Linked DNA regions of Sus scrofa: regions 1 and 3 are each linked to region 2. Evidence: chromatin contacts called from public HiChIP or PLAC-seq data. All regions are on one chromosome and are shown on one strand. The core of a region is the stretch at or near the end of the contact, and the rest is flanking DNA. Distances in the headings are between cores, read along the strand shown. Region 1 holds the start of RSPH3 (radial spoke head protein 3 homolog). Region 2 holds the start of SOD2 (superoxide dismutase 2). Region 3 holds the start of TAGAP (T-cell activation RhoGTPase activating protein).

What was found. HiChIP or PLAC-seq counts read pairs in DNA pulled down with a chosen protein or histone mark.
Region 1: an H3K27ac HiChIP or PLAC-seq map of skeletal muscle shows a contact between it and region 2, with 4 times the contacts expected there. The contact joins the promoter of RSPH3 here to the promoter of SOD2 in region 2. A contact is called at or near these places in 2 of 5 promoter capture datasets (fetal skeletal muscle and liver) and 2 of 2 datasets of contacts at active chromatin or transcription factors (alveolar macrophages and skeletal muscle).
Region 3: a contact with region 2 is called in an H3K27ac HiChIP or PLAC-seq map of alveolar macrophages. The contact joins the promoter of TAGAP here to the promoter of SOD2 in region 2. A contact is called at or near these places in 1 of 5 promoter capture datasets (fetal skeletal muscle) and 2 of 2 datasets of contacts at active chromatin or transcription factors (alveolar macrophages and skeletal muscle).

Annotation. Positions count from the first base shown.
Region 1 is chr1:8,241,132-8,245,490 of Sscrofa11.1, reverse strand. RSPH3 (radial spoke head protein 3 homolog) reads right to left here and starts at 2,314. Exons shown (of 8, transcript XM_001926970.6): 1 at 1,081-2,314. The coding sequence starts at 1,589.
Region 2 is chr1:7,677,376-7,681,962 of Sscrofa11.1, reverse strand. It overlaps SOD2 (superoxide dismutase 2), which reads right to left and starts at 2,611. Exons shown (of 5, transcript NM_214127.2): 1 at 2,270-2,611; 2 at 1,713-1,915. The coding sequence starts at 2,292.
Region 3 is chr1:8,207,965-8,212,862 of Sscrofa11.1, reverse strand. TAGAP (T-cell activation RhoGTPase activating protein) reads right to left here and starts at 3,565. Exons shown (of 10, transcript NM_001243543.1): 1 at 3,455-3,565; 2 at 2,770-2,854; 3 at 2,629-2,682; 4 at 2,256-2,322; 5 at 474-640. The coding sequence starts at 2,796.

The DNA of each region.
Region 1 (4,359 bases), core at 1,065-3,564, 560 kb before region 2:
GGTAAAAGTCACAAAGGTTCCTACTTCCATGGAGCCTGTGTTCTTGGAAAGTTCTGCTGATTCCAAAATGTGAGGCTTATGGAAAGAATTTTAAAAGAACCATGACATTTAAGGTTCTTTCTAAATACAGATATTTGGGAGTTCCTACTGTGGCGCAATAGGATTGGCGGCATCTCTGGAGCTCAGGGACTTTCCGGGTTCAATCCCCAGCCCTGCACAGTGTGTTAAGGATCCAGCATTGCCACAGCTGCAGGGTAGGTCAGCACTGTGGCTCAAGTCTGATCCCCGGCTGAGGAATTCCACATGCTGTGGGGCAGACATAAAAGAAAAAAAAAAAATTTTTTTTTTTTAATGTAGAAGTTCCCATTGTGGCTCAGTGGGTTAAGAACCTAAGTATCCATAAGGATGTGGGTTCCATCCCTGGCCTTGATCAATGGGTTAAGGATTCAGAGTGTCCACAAGCTGCAGTGTAGGTAGCAGCTGTGGCTGGTGCTGTATGCCGGCAGCTGCAGCTCTGACGGGACCCTTAGCTTGGGAAATTCCATAAGCCACGGGTGCGACCCTAAAATAAACAAACAAATACGGATATTTGAATATTTGCAAATACTCATGAAAGTAAAAGCACAAATTGGGGGCCTAAACCTGATTCCTGTCCAAAGACTGTATGGTAACCGCTTGGCTCCCCTTTTGGTGTGTGACACCTTTGTCCCTCAGTTTCCCCGTGCATAATGGAGTTATACAACCAACTTTACAGCACTGGGGACTAAGAAAGTGTATGCAAATGCTCCTAGAAGGGGCAACAATAAACACCAGTTGACTCAAAGTTAGTGAAAATAAGTCGGTTTCCTGTACATGTTATCGATCATGCCAGCATCAGTACCACTGAAAGTTAACTAATGCCCTTTCTTGCTTCATTCCTCCACACCACAGTAAAGTCCTTTAGGGAGAAATTTTATTTCGCAGAATGCAGAGGAAAGAAAGCAGCAGAGGCAGGTTTTCCCAGGGCTAAGGGCCAGCAACCCGCGGTCCCAGGATGGGGGTTGGGGAGTGTCGACCACACGGGCTGGTTTGCTCACTCACGGTTGCATCAGGTTGTCCCGGTAACGGCGACGCTGGCAGGGCAGGGCCCGGGGCCGGCTGGTGTAGGTATAGGTGGCCATGGCCGGAGAGGCGCGGTCCGTCAACGCGGAGGCCACGTCCGGGGTCGGACCGCTTCGCTTTCGGTGAAGCTTGGCTTCGAAGCAGGTGGGCACTAAAGTGTCGTGGGAGCCGGCGAGGTGCACGGAGTGCCAAGGGCAGGGACTCCGCGACGCAAGGACAAGCGGCAAGAAAGGAGGCGGGCGGGACCGGAGGCTGCCAGGGCAGGAGGTGGGAGCTACGTTCGGCTTACTCCAGGCAGCACAGAGCCCGCCCGCGGCGCCTCCACCGGTTGCCAAGCAACCCAACGTTCCGTCTGGGGGCGGGACTTCCGGGCAGTTCCGGCTGGCGGGTTTCGCGAGAAGGCCCGGGCTCTGGGGCACTTCCGGTTTTGGACTCCGCCCATCCGCGCCTCCCTTGCAGATATGCCTGCTCATGAGTGAGATGGGCATGGTGGCCCCCTGGCCCGGCTTTTGAGTGTGGGTTTGCTGGGCCAGTGTCGGCGCCGTGTCCCAGGCCGAATTCCTTGAGGGCCGTCCTCAATTGTTAACCCCTCCACTGCCGCCGCGCCTCTACGCCGGGCGGTCCACCTGCAATCTCACACCCATGGCACCCGGCCTCAGCTCTGTTACGTGCCAGGGCCGGACGAGGGCTTCCCTGCTGTCTCCTCCCAGCACTGCCACCTCTTCAGCCCTGGGGGCCAACTGCTGCGGCCTCCGCAGCTGGTCTGCATTTCCCGCCTGGCTTCTCTGCCTGCCGCTCTGTTGATCGGCCTTCAGGGGGCGCTGTGGCGCACAGGGCGTGGAGGGCCCCCCGCAGACATCTCATTTTGGGAAAGGTGGGCGCTTTGTTGAGTTTTTTAAGCCACCTGTGTGTGCCCTGAAGAATGATGAAGCATCATGGGGTGGATCTGCCCTTAGAAACGCAAATGCATTGGTTTTAGTATTAACAGTGTAAAAGTTACTGTTTTGTGTAAGTGAAGTTTATGCATCCGTGAGTGATCAGTTACTTGCATTCTTCGGTTCAGCTTAATGCTTGGATTTAAATCCAAGTTCTGCAGTGTACTAGACTCATAACCTCTGGCAAGGTAATGTTTCTGTGCTTCATCTTGCTAATCTGCAAAATGCGGGTAATAGAATTTATCTCTTAGAGTTTTCATGACGATTAAAAAACCTAAGTATCTTTAGATCTGTGTCTAGTAAGTGATAAACCATCCTATTAAGATCTAGATCCCTCCTGTGCTTTGAAGCTTATGGCCTAAAGCAGATGTAGGCGTTGTATAAACGCTAATACAAGGTGTGTGGTAAATACTAGAGGTAAAAACACTGCGTGAAGATTTTAGTTCTGAACACTTAATTGGAGGTAATTTCTGAATGGGCTAAAGGAGAAAGTGGCATTTAAGTTGTGTTTGATATGTGTAGAAAGGATGAAAGATGACTCAAAGATTTTTGATTAAACATTGGACATTGTATAGAAAAAATTGCAGAGGAGCAGGCACTGGCTGATGTTGTCTTTCTTCAGAGGTGGTTTTCAGCTGACAGGGTAAGAGCAAATGACCTTTAAGCAAGGATTCAGACTTTGGGATCACTTTCTGGTTTGCCCTTATTCCAAAGCATAGGCCTTCAGGAGTCTCAACAGAAAAACCACATCAGTTTGGGGGAGAGCAGCACAGGCAGAAGAGGAGCTGACCCACAGTCCCTCCCAAGAACGGGAAGGAGTAAGGATCAGATAGGGTAGAGCCTTGGAGGAGGGTGGAGGAGTTTGGATTATGGAGAGCTGTTCAAAGCTCTCAGGTGGGGGGATGACACATCTGAGTTACCTTTTACAAAGGTTCAGCCATTGCTAAGTGAAGAATGGATCGTAAGAAAATAAGGAGTTGGGAAAGCGTTGCCGATGAGAGGGGTGCGGCTTGAGTTAGGGTGATGGTGGGGAAAATGGAGAAATGTATTTCGGATATTTTAGATAATGAATTTAGATAACTTACAAGCAAAATGGCATGATAGTCATTTATTGAGGTGCAGCCAACTGGGTGAAAGGAGTAGGAAACTGAGAGTTCTGTCTGGGGCAAGTTCTTTCTGAAATGCTTTGGGCATCCGTGGGAGGTATCCCGCTGGTGGGTCAGGGATGTGAGGCTGGAGTTCAAGGGAAAGATTCAGATATGAATTTAATCCTCATGAGAGTTTAGAGGGCTTTAAAGCTTTTAAAAGTAAACTGTGTAGTCTTGCTGAAACCAACAGTTTGAGGAGCTGTGGGGTCAGCCTGGTCAAATACGACGAGAAGTCAAGTAAGATGAGAACTGAGAAGTAACCACTGGCTTTGCCAAAGTGGAGTCGTCTGTGCACCTGATCATAATAGCAGTTTCTGTGAAGTGGCCGGACTGAGCCCACGTGGGGCAAAGTGAAACAGTTTTAGTTGTGTAACCATAGATTATTCTTTCCAGCAGTTTTGCTGTTGTCTTAACTGCTCAGTGGACAAGTCTCTCAACTGAAAATGGGTGGCGGAATTATTAGGTTTTTGCCACAAGGTGTCAGTAATTCTTTATGAACTTTTAGTAAGTGAAATAATTGTAGCACAAGCTTACCTTGTATTAAGGAAATACTATTTTAAAAAAATCATATTTACAAAATAGGCCAATTAGAAGGTAGTTGTTTACATCGTGGGAAGGGGTCCTTTTAAGTGCCAGCCTCTCTGGAATATTTGACGTGTGTAAAGGACCCATTGAGCACAGGCTAGGAATCAGCAGGCCAGGGTTCTGGGCTCAGAGCACTGGATTGGGAGTTAGAAGACTTCCGTTCCACTCTAGTTTTGCACTCACTAGCTGTGTGACCTCAGGCAAAATGTAAATGATTCTTTGTCTCATTGATTTTTTTTTTTTGTCTTTCATTATTATTTTAAAATAGCAGAGTAGATGCCACTTTACCCATCTCACCCAATTATTCTTACATATCCAAAGACACGTGTATAGCAGTGTTTAGAAAATTGGGAAATGCAATGTAAATACAAGATTTAAAACAATTTTTATAAACCTCCTTTACACCCAACTTTCCATCAGCATTGGCATTAGAGTAAGCAGTTATATGAGTGAAGACTCTCCGTTGCAAATGGTAGAAACCCAGCCCAGCTTGAACTTGCTTGGCAAGAAGGGCATGTTTTGAAGTTTATAGGGGCACCTCATGTGACCTCAGGAAGGGCAGCACTGCGGGGATGGGAGGGCCGCAGGCT
Region 2 (4,587 bases), core at 1,362-3,861:
ACAAGTTCAGTCCCTGGCCTTGCTCAGTGGGGAAGCATCTGGTGTTGCCATAAGCTGTGGCCATGGTGTAGGCCAGCAGCTGCAGCTCTGATTTGACCCCTAGCCTGGGAACTTCCATATGCCATAGGGGTGGCGCTAAAAAAACAGGCAAAAAAAAAAAAAAAAAAAACTTTCCTGAAGCTCAACAGTTTCTTTGGTTTCATATCAGTTTTTTTTCCCCTCTGTTGAATATGATAAAAGTATTTTTGTTTGAAAAGTCTTTATGACACATGAGGTAAGATTAATAATATTCTTTTCCTTATATTCTTTTTTCCACAATTTTCAAACATGAAAATTTAACTCAATGATTTTTAAATATATTCTAAAGGAAACTCTAGAAATAATAACTTAATGTAAAATAATAAAATAGATAAAATAAATATTACATTAAAATATATACATATAAAGAAAATATAACTACAATAATAATAATAGGCAACACAGTACAATGTAAAACCTTGTAAACATAGTAAAACCTTTTTTTAAGTGGCTTTCATTAAACAAGTGAAGCTTTGATTGCACAAGAAAAGGGCTGAGATTAAGCTGTTTGTAAACTCTTGAAGAGAAAGATTTGGGGCTGTCAGCTGCTGTCACGGAGGAAATACTTTCACAACTGGGATTTACCCATCCCCTCCCTATTACCACATTCTTCCCGCGTTTGTTTTTTTCCTCAATCATAGAGCCTTTTCCCGGACTCAAACCCTTCCTTTCCCCAATTTGAGGTCCCTCTGAGGGTCACAGGAAAATCTTCCAGAACATGGTAACTTCCTCTTCTCTTCGTTTACTTAACTACGTCATGCACAGGCTGAAATACTGCATTTTTCCACTAGATGCCCCCAGTCAGCAAGATGTCACCGTCCCGAGAAGTGATCTACAAACCAGACTCGCAAACTCACATGCCAAGGGGGATGGGAGTTGGGGAGGGAGGGATTGGGAGTTTGGAGTCAGCAGGTGCAAGCTCTTATACACAGGATGGAGAAACAACACGGTCCTACCGCATAGCACGGGAACTATACTCAATATCCTGTGATAAACCTTAATGAAAAAGAATATGAAAAAGAATATATGTATGTGTATAAGTGAATCACTCCGCTGGAGAGCGGCAATTAATGTAACATTGTAAATCAACGAAACTGCAAGACAATAATTTTTTTAAAGATGTCACTGTCTAAAATTTACTCGACGAATTCCACAGAACTGAAATTCAATAAAGACATATTTAAGAAAAAAATACACTTGTAACTGCGTAGCTTCAGCCATACATACAGCCTGGAAACAGGGCTGTCAATTATTTCCCTCGTGCAAACCACGACTGTTAGCTAAGAAAGTGAAATACTCTTTTGTATAGAAACGTTAAAACCCAGTAGCCCCATACATAACCCCCTGACGCAAAGCACAAAAAAGTCTCCGCATTACTGGTTTTGTCACCTGCGCTCTTTGTCAAAAATACTCCCTATTATATTTTCAGCAAATTGCAAATCATAGCAATTCGACGCGAGCCTGTCTCAGTTGCCCAGGCAACCGATGTTCCCCACGTGAATTCCACCCCCTGAGTCAAAGCACAAACACGTGAAGCGCTTCTACGAACCGAGGGGCATCTCCGTACCGAGACACGCCTCGCGGCCACCCTTCCCCGCGGCCAGCTTCTCAAAGCAGGGCCCCTGGGCACCTACCCTTTTTCAGCGCCTCCTGGTACTTCTCCTCCACGACGTTCAGGTTGTTCACGTAGGCCGCGTGGTGCTTGCTGTGGTGCAGTTGCATGATCTGGGCGTTGATGTGCGGCTCCAGGGCGCCATAGTCGTACGGCAGGTCGGGGAGGGTGTGCTTCTGCCGGGAACCCAGGACCCCCAAAGCCGGCACCAGATTCCTGCTCGAGCTGGAAAGAAAGCAAACAGCCGGATCTGCTCGAGCGGGCAGCTCCCTTTCAGCCGCGTGCCCGTCTCCGCAGACCCGGCTGGAAGGACCCGCGCACCCTGGCCTTCCTATCGTTGGCCCGCTAGCCGTCCAGTCTTGGAAGCATTAAATTAACGCTGAGGTCCAGCGCTTCGGCGGCACCTGGACGTGCTCAGCGGACACCTGCCCTGAGGCCCGGCCGCCCGCAGCGTCTCCGTAACGCCTGGGCCCCCAAAGTGCTCTGGACGCCGCGGGGCCGGCGCGAGCGGGGAGGCAGAAGCGCGGGCGGGCGGCTCGGCGGGCCTTGTCCCGGCTGCTCCCGCTGCCCGGCGCTCACCTGCACGCCGCCCTGCACAACATGGTGATCGCCGCCCGCTGGACCCTCAGAATTCCAGCCGCCGGGCTGCTCGGACCGACCGGCTGAACTCGTGTCCCGAGACGCGCTACAAGGACATAGCCGCCGCCGTGGCTCCGCCCCCTACGCCCGCCTCGGCCCCGCCCCCTGTTTCCGCCGTTTCCAATCCGGGGGCGGGGGGGGGGGAAGCCCCGGGCTCTGCCCGACCGCGCCGCACCCGCGTTCTGGGCTCAGGGGACGCAAGAACTGGGGCACCTGCACTTTTTCCAGCTGCCGCGCGAACGTGGTGCCCCTTCTTGCCGGGCTTCCGAGCGTGTTGCCAAATGGAAGGTCGCAGTCCCCCCCTCATATGAGATGGTATGGCCCTAAGCCTCCCCCTCCTCCGCACGAAGGCGCGGCCCTGCAGGGCCTGCAGGTGGGGGACTCTGCCCGCGGACAAGCAAGGGCGTTGTGCTCCTGCACTAGCGTCCCGGTTTCTTCCCTGTCACCGCGGTGGGGGGGAAGCCTCTGGGTCACGCGACCTGCTCCAGAGGGCAAGGTCCCCCTGGAAGGCCGGCCCTGGCGCTGCTAAGATGTAGGGCCAGTGCCCCTCCAACCACTGCCCAGAGTGACCTTGCTTTCCGAGTAAACTGACCTTGGGACCTCCGCCAGGCCTGATAATAGTATTACTGAGCACCCAGGATGTGGCAGGGACTGAGCTGCATGGTTTACAATTATATTTATTTCACCCTTAGGGTAGGTATCATTGATTCCAGGCAACTGTTAATAAACTCTATGAAGTTAGGCAAGTTGTCCTGGTCACACCGTTAGTAAGTGAAAGAGTCTGGATTAGAATCCAGAATTCATACTGTCTTGATTATTAAGCCTTAGCAGCGAGGTCTTGAGCGTCTTTGGGAGAATATAAAAGTACAACGGAGGAGTCTTTCCTGCGAGGTGTCATATATCTAATGAGCTCCAAGTATTAAGTGCTTTGTCAACAATTAAAAAAACAATCCTGCATTGTGTAAATCCTCCCTGTATAGAAGCTAGGAATAGAAGTTAGGAAGGCTTTACACTGGCCTGAGTTGGGTCTTCGCTGAACAGAATAATATAAAAGGAAACAGATTAAAAAGTGCTGAATAGGATGTCAGTTACTTTCTTCCACCCTCACCCCACCCATGACCCAAGGATGACTAGGCTTTGGCATGACTAGGGGACAGCAAAGGGGAACCACTGAGCAAGGCTTCACAGCAAGAAGGTGGGGTTGGCTGATAGTCAGGTGAAGGTAAGGGTATGTGATCGGAGGAATGAGGCATTTCAGGTTGGGACCAGGTGACAGATGTCCTTAAAACTCGAACATAGGGAGTTCCCATTGTGGCTCAGTGGGTTAAGAACCCAGCATAGTGTCCACGAAGAGGCAGGTTCAATCACTAGCTTCACTCAATGGCTTAAGGATCTGGGGTTGTCATGAGCCATGGCATAGGTTACAGACGCAGCTTGGATCCAATGTTGCTATGGCTGTGGTGTAGGCCGGCAGCTGCAGCTCCCATTCGACCCCTAGCCTGGGAACCTCCGTATACCTCAGGTGCGGCCATAATAAATAAATCTCAAACATGTGCTTAGTAATGGGAAACTGAGGAGCATTTTAGCTGAAATGAGGCACACTGAAAATAGTTTTTCAGGCAAGGGAGTCTGCACCTTAATTAGAGGCACAGGCTAGTTAGAAAGCTGTTGCAAGAATCCTAGCATGAGATACTCAGAGCCGATTTTAGGGTACTAGCTGTAGGAACCAGAAAAACGGGCCACTTAGCAGGATGAAACAATAGAATTCAGTGACAGATCAGTCACTAATAAAAGGGCTAGTTCTAGTAAGAACAAAATATCACTCTAAGGAGACTGAGCCCCATCAGGCTGAATCGATGTTCTTTGAACAAATGATGACACTTTGAGATTGAAATTAACACACACCCCCAGGACATGCCCTTTTGAGCAAGCAGTAAAGATTGGGGTGTCGAAAAGTGACATTTGCAGTCAAGTAAAAGTGACTCTAACATCATATCTGCCTCAGCTACATCCTTCCAGAAGACTACTCCAACTCTGAGAGCAACTGGGATTGAGACCAAGGGTTCGGGGGTGGGGGGAGGGTACAGCAGGTACTGAGAAATTTCTTACACTCCATAAACAGGCCTCTTTTTCTTTTGTAGTTGACCACTGTAAGAAGTACTCCTTCAGTTGGCCCAAGGAGATGGATTATAGTTGACCAGGGTCTGTCCCAGATGCCTCCAGCCAGCTCAGGAGGTCACCTGCCACATCAGGGCACC
Region 3 (4,898 bases), core at 2,316-4,815, 530 kb before region 2:
CTAACAAGTGACTCCTTATGCCAGTTTTTTCCTTCCAGTCCAGCTGTTATCAGCTGTCTCCCTCGACCCTGCCTTCTTCTAAGAGGAGGTAAACCGGGAAGGCGCAAATCCGCACCTTCTAAGAGCACTCCAGGCCTCCCGCCTCTCAAGTCATTCCACGTGAACGCTGGATTTCTGACCATAAACTCTATAAACCCCTGGTCGCTGATTTTTCGGAAGGTACACACTTTCAGCATTCCTAACTCCACGAGGGCAGAAGGAGGGAGGGACTGCCTACCCAAGCACAGGGGCGAACGCAGCTCATTTCTAGAATGGGAGTGGCCAGGTATCTTCCTAACCGCACTCAGAGGCGGAAACACCATTTTCCAAAATGGGAAAAATGAAAGACTGGCCCACACAGGTTTAGCCTGACAATGACACTCAGGTTCCACAGGATTTTTCTGAAGCAGTGTCAGGAGTGAGCGTGCGCCTACCTGAATGGGTCTGGGGAGCGTGTCCTCGTCGCTGCAGAGAGCCGACAAGGGCTGAGCAAACAGTGACGTCTTCAACTCCGTCTCTGAAGCTCCAGAAAAGTCTGAGGAGGGAGAAAGCCTTCTCAGGAGAAAGAGCCAGGACAGCACCTTCTTTCTCTTCTTAATTTCTACAGCCACAAAAACAAGGCAAAGAGAAATCAGATTCAAATACTGATACACAGGGATCCAGATAAGACAACAGATACAGTCCACTAAGGTTTGCCATGTGGGGGAATCGTTTTTGAAGAACGGAGGAAGCGAAGGGTGTGAATCTTAATCTAGAGAAATCAACCCGAAAAACCACCACCCTGTTACCAGGGCAACCAGCCCCTAAACATCAACACCAAGGTTCCTCAAAGTCTCCACCTTTCCTGTTTTTACTCTTCATCAGCTCTTTGCTGCAGAAAATGGGCAAAACCTAATTAAATAGGTCATAAACAACCGTTTTAACATATTGCCCTTAATAACCACGGTGGATATTTCTGAGGTGAAACAGATTGTTTCACTTTGCTCCTTTGAGGAGTGAAGAAAACGAAACTTAGAGGAAGAGGAAGCGATTTGCTCAAGGCCGGTTTGAAGGCCCTTCGCCCGCGGGCCACTGACCTCAGTGGCCATGCCGGCACCCTCCACTAGAGGGAGCTACGTCACGAAGTCACCCGCAGGCGCTTCCAGGGTTTCGCCCGAGGGGTGGCGGGCGGGGTGCTCCAAGGCCGGGCAGGCGGGAAGGTTTGAACTTAGACCTGGAAACTGTGAATTCTCGGTAAAACTTGATCAAGATATTCCATCCTTTCAAAATACCGTTTCCTATTTCTTTCCTTTAGGATATTCTCACGATTCTGTGCCTCAAGGGCCCTTCCACTGAAGGGATATTCAGTGGGTGCAACATCTCCCAAGTTTCCTTCCTTCTCTTCTCGCTCTCCTTCCTTCTCCTTTTTTGCCAGTGGTAAAAGCTATATTGCAAATGCCTTGGCACATATTTCTACACTTTTTATACTGGCAAACGGAAGAGAATGGATACAGACCTGGCTTGTCCTCAGAGTTCAGGAGAACTGGGTCAGGGTTACAATGAATTGTGGCAAAAGTAAGAGTGAACGGTGGGTCCTTTGGGATTTGAGATGGGCAACAATTGCTTCCTGTGCTCTTAGAATCATTCTCCAGGAGAGGGAGAGGGAGTGGGAGGGGCTCGGAGGTGGGCGTTAGCAGATGCAAACTATTGCATTTGGAGTGGATAAGCAGCGAGATCCTGCTGTCTAGCCCAAGGAGCTATATCTCATCACTTGTGATGGAACAGGATGGAGGATAATGTGAAAAAAAGAATGTGTGTGTGTATAACAGGGTCCCTTTGCTGTACAGCAGAAACTGACAAAACACTGTACATCAACTGCAACTGACAAATTAAAAGAATCACTCTCCATATGAGAAGGAAGAGCATGGAAAAGGCAACTGTGTATGTTCCACAAGTATGCACGCTCCAACTGTCAAACCTTAATGGCCAGGAATCTGTAACCACACTCGGACCCCTCAGGAGAGCTGGGGGTGGCCTCGGGAGGGTCTCACCCACCAGAGCACCTGACCTGCTCTCTGGGGAGCTGGAGCCTTCCTGCCGCTTAAGGGTTAATGTTCTGTGGTCTTTAAAAGAACATGTCAAAAAAAAAAATTCCTAGTAAAGCGCTGTGGTTTTGCAAACCAAGAACCTTTGTTGTTATCATTTACATAAAAGATCAGTATATTTTCAAAACTCACCGATTAGCTGGCAAATGCTATCTTCACTCTCACATGATGCCAACAGAGGATGTGCCTTGATATCACCCTAAAACATATTTATCTTAGTTAAAATAATGATTGAAGACATCTGCCCAGTCTTTCCACGCAAATCAACATCTTATTCATAACAAAAATTAGTCAATAGTCTAATTTTTTTCTAGCTTCTCGAATCCATATTAAAGTCTTGTTTGTCATCCTATAAGATCTCAATTAATATTAGTGCTTAATTCACTACACTTATTCTATTGATTTTCCATCCTGATAACTAAATAATACAAATGACATTCCATTAATACAAAGCTTTTCATCTTCCCACAGTGCAGATAAAAAGTTTTAAAAACTGCTTTCTTACCTCTGATTGGCATTCAATTAATGTCTCCATATTACTGGCATTTAGTGTTTTTGACTAAAAGAGAAAAACTTAAATTAGGGAAACATCTTTGACTCTTGCCTTGAAAAAACATGAATTAAGAAACGTAAGAAGGGCACATACAGCATGGCAGCTGCTGGTCAACTTCATTAGAGTTTGGGCTGACTGTCCAGTGATGAATTTTGCTCCCGTGTGGCCTTGGCTCTGTCTACGAGAAGTCATACAGGAAAGAGTTAGGAGGGTTACACAGAATGTGTTGGCCAATTTCAGCGGCACTCTGACAAAACACGAAGTTTGAAACTATCAGGTAGAAAAATTTTCCCAGATGTCTTATGTTATTTAAACACAGCATCTGAACACACTAATTTCTCAATGTTTTAAACCTGATACCTTCATCCTGCCAAACTTTGTTATTCATTTATTACATTCTCATCAGGAGATAACTGCATTACAGTTGTAATACCAACTGACATTTTTTTTTTTTTTCCTGGAGCGCTCACTCTGTGTCAGGGTGCTGTTTTAATTGCTCGGCACAGATTTTCTCGTCTCATCAGAAAAGGAAAAAACGTATTCCTAGGATGCTACTTAAACTAGACATAGAGCAAAGATTAACATGTACAGATTCCCTGTACCCCCAAAGGGCAGGCTGCCCATTAAAGCCAAGCTTTCTGAGTTTATTCTTTATAAAAGTATTTGTTGCATATTCCACGGTAGAGCCGGTAGAGCCGTTTTCTGTTAGATACAGTCTTACAGCTCAGGGACCCGCTAGGCAGCTTACGGTCTCGTCACGTTAATTTACGGTACTCACCCTCGGAGGGCCTCCAGCCAGAGTTCTTTCACCTCCCGTGAACTGAGGAAAATGGGAGAAACAGCATGACACTCTGCTCCTACTAATCCACTGTCAGAGAGGAGACGGAACGGCTCTAACTTCACGTGTTCTGCATTATAAGGCGAGGGGGCGGGCAGGTGGAAATTCAGAATCTTACTGAGACCGGAAAGAACATCACGGGCTGTCACCCAGACCCGGACCCGGCCAGCCAGACGCTGGAGAGCTCTCACTTCCTCATTCCTTTTAGGGCAGCCCTGGTCCTTTTTTTTTTTTTTTTGCTTCTTCCACTTCAAAGTAAAACATCTGCGAACTACCAGGGGTGGAAAAAATGACATATGGCCATAAAGTGAAGGGTCTGATCAATGTCATGGGTGGGATGTGTGAATAAGAAATTGTGTTATTCTGTACGTAAACATCGCTTTGTTTTCTGAAGTGGTAATTTCAGGTGCCCCCCCTGTTCCTCGTCTTCTATTTGGGCGCCGTCTCCCCTCCCACTCACCATCTCCCCTGCTCATTAGTCACCAGACATTGATAACCACCCTCTGGGTGTGGGATGTTGTCCCTTCAAGAAGCCCAGGACACCCGCTGCCTCTTTTGAAAAACAGCCACCGTCAAAAGCCAGGTCTGGAGTTCCCATCGTGGCTCAGTGGAAACGAATCTGACTAGCATCCATGAGGACACAGGTTCGATCGCTGGCCTCGCTCAGTGGGTTAAGGATCCCGTGTTGCTGTGGCTGTGGTGTAGGTCGAAGACGCAGCTCTAATTGGACCCCTAGGCTGGGAACCTCCATAAGCTGCAGGTGCAGCCCTAAAAAGACCAAAAAAAAAAAAAAAAAAGCCAGGTCTGCTTCCTCTGGAATGAGGAGCCGTCACCATGCGAACCTCTGCTTTCTCCAACCCCATCCTTAAGTCGTAGTCAGGTCAGCCCCAGTCCTGACACGGGCAGAAAAGCAAACACTCCTGTGGTCAGACCATTTGAAAGTAGGAAGGAGATGGTGAGTTTCACCTGCGGACACTCCTTCTGGATCAGAGCAAATCCTTGGTCTTTGCTATGGCCTGAGGCTGCAGGTGAAATGACTCAGACACAGCAGAACAGATACCTGGACTGGGACACATTCTCACAGTGGAGTCTCAGGAGAATGAACAGTCTGTAACTGCACTCAGTGACATGGTTGGGGCTCACAAACAAACAAACAAACAAACAAAAAAACCCCAAAAACAGAGTAAAAGAGGCCAGACCTAAGAGTGTATCTTGTACGCAAAGCCCCCAAAGACCAAGTTCACCTATACTCACCTACTAGAAGCCAGAAAATCATTTCCTGGGGGTGGGTAGTGACTCCAAGGGGTCAGAGAGGGGCTCTGTGATAGCCCATCTCTCCATGTGGGTGCGGTAAGTCTCGGGGGCTCATTTCTGTGTGTAGCTT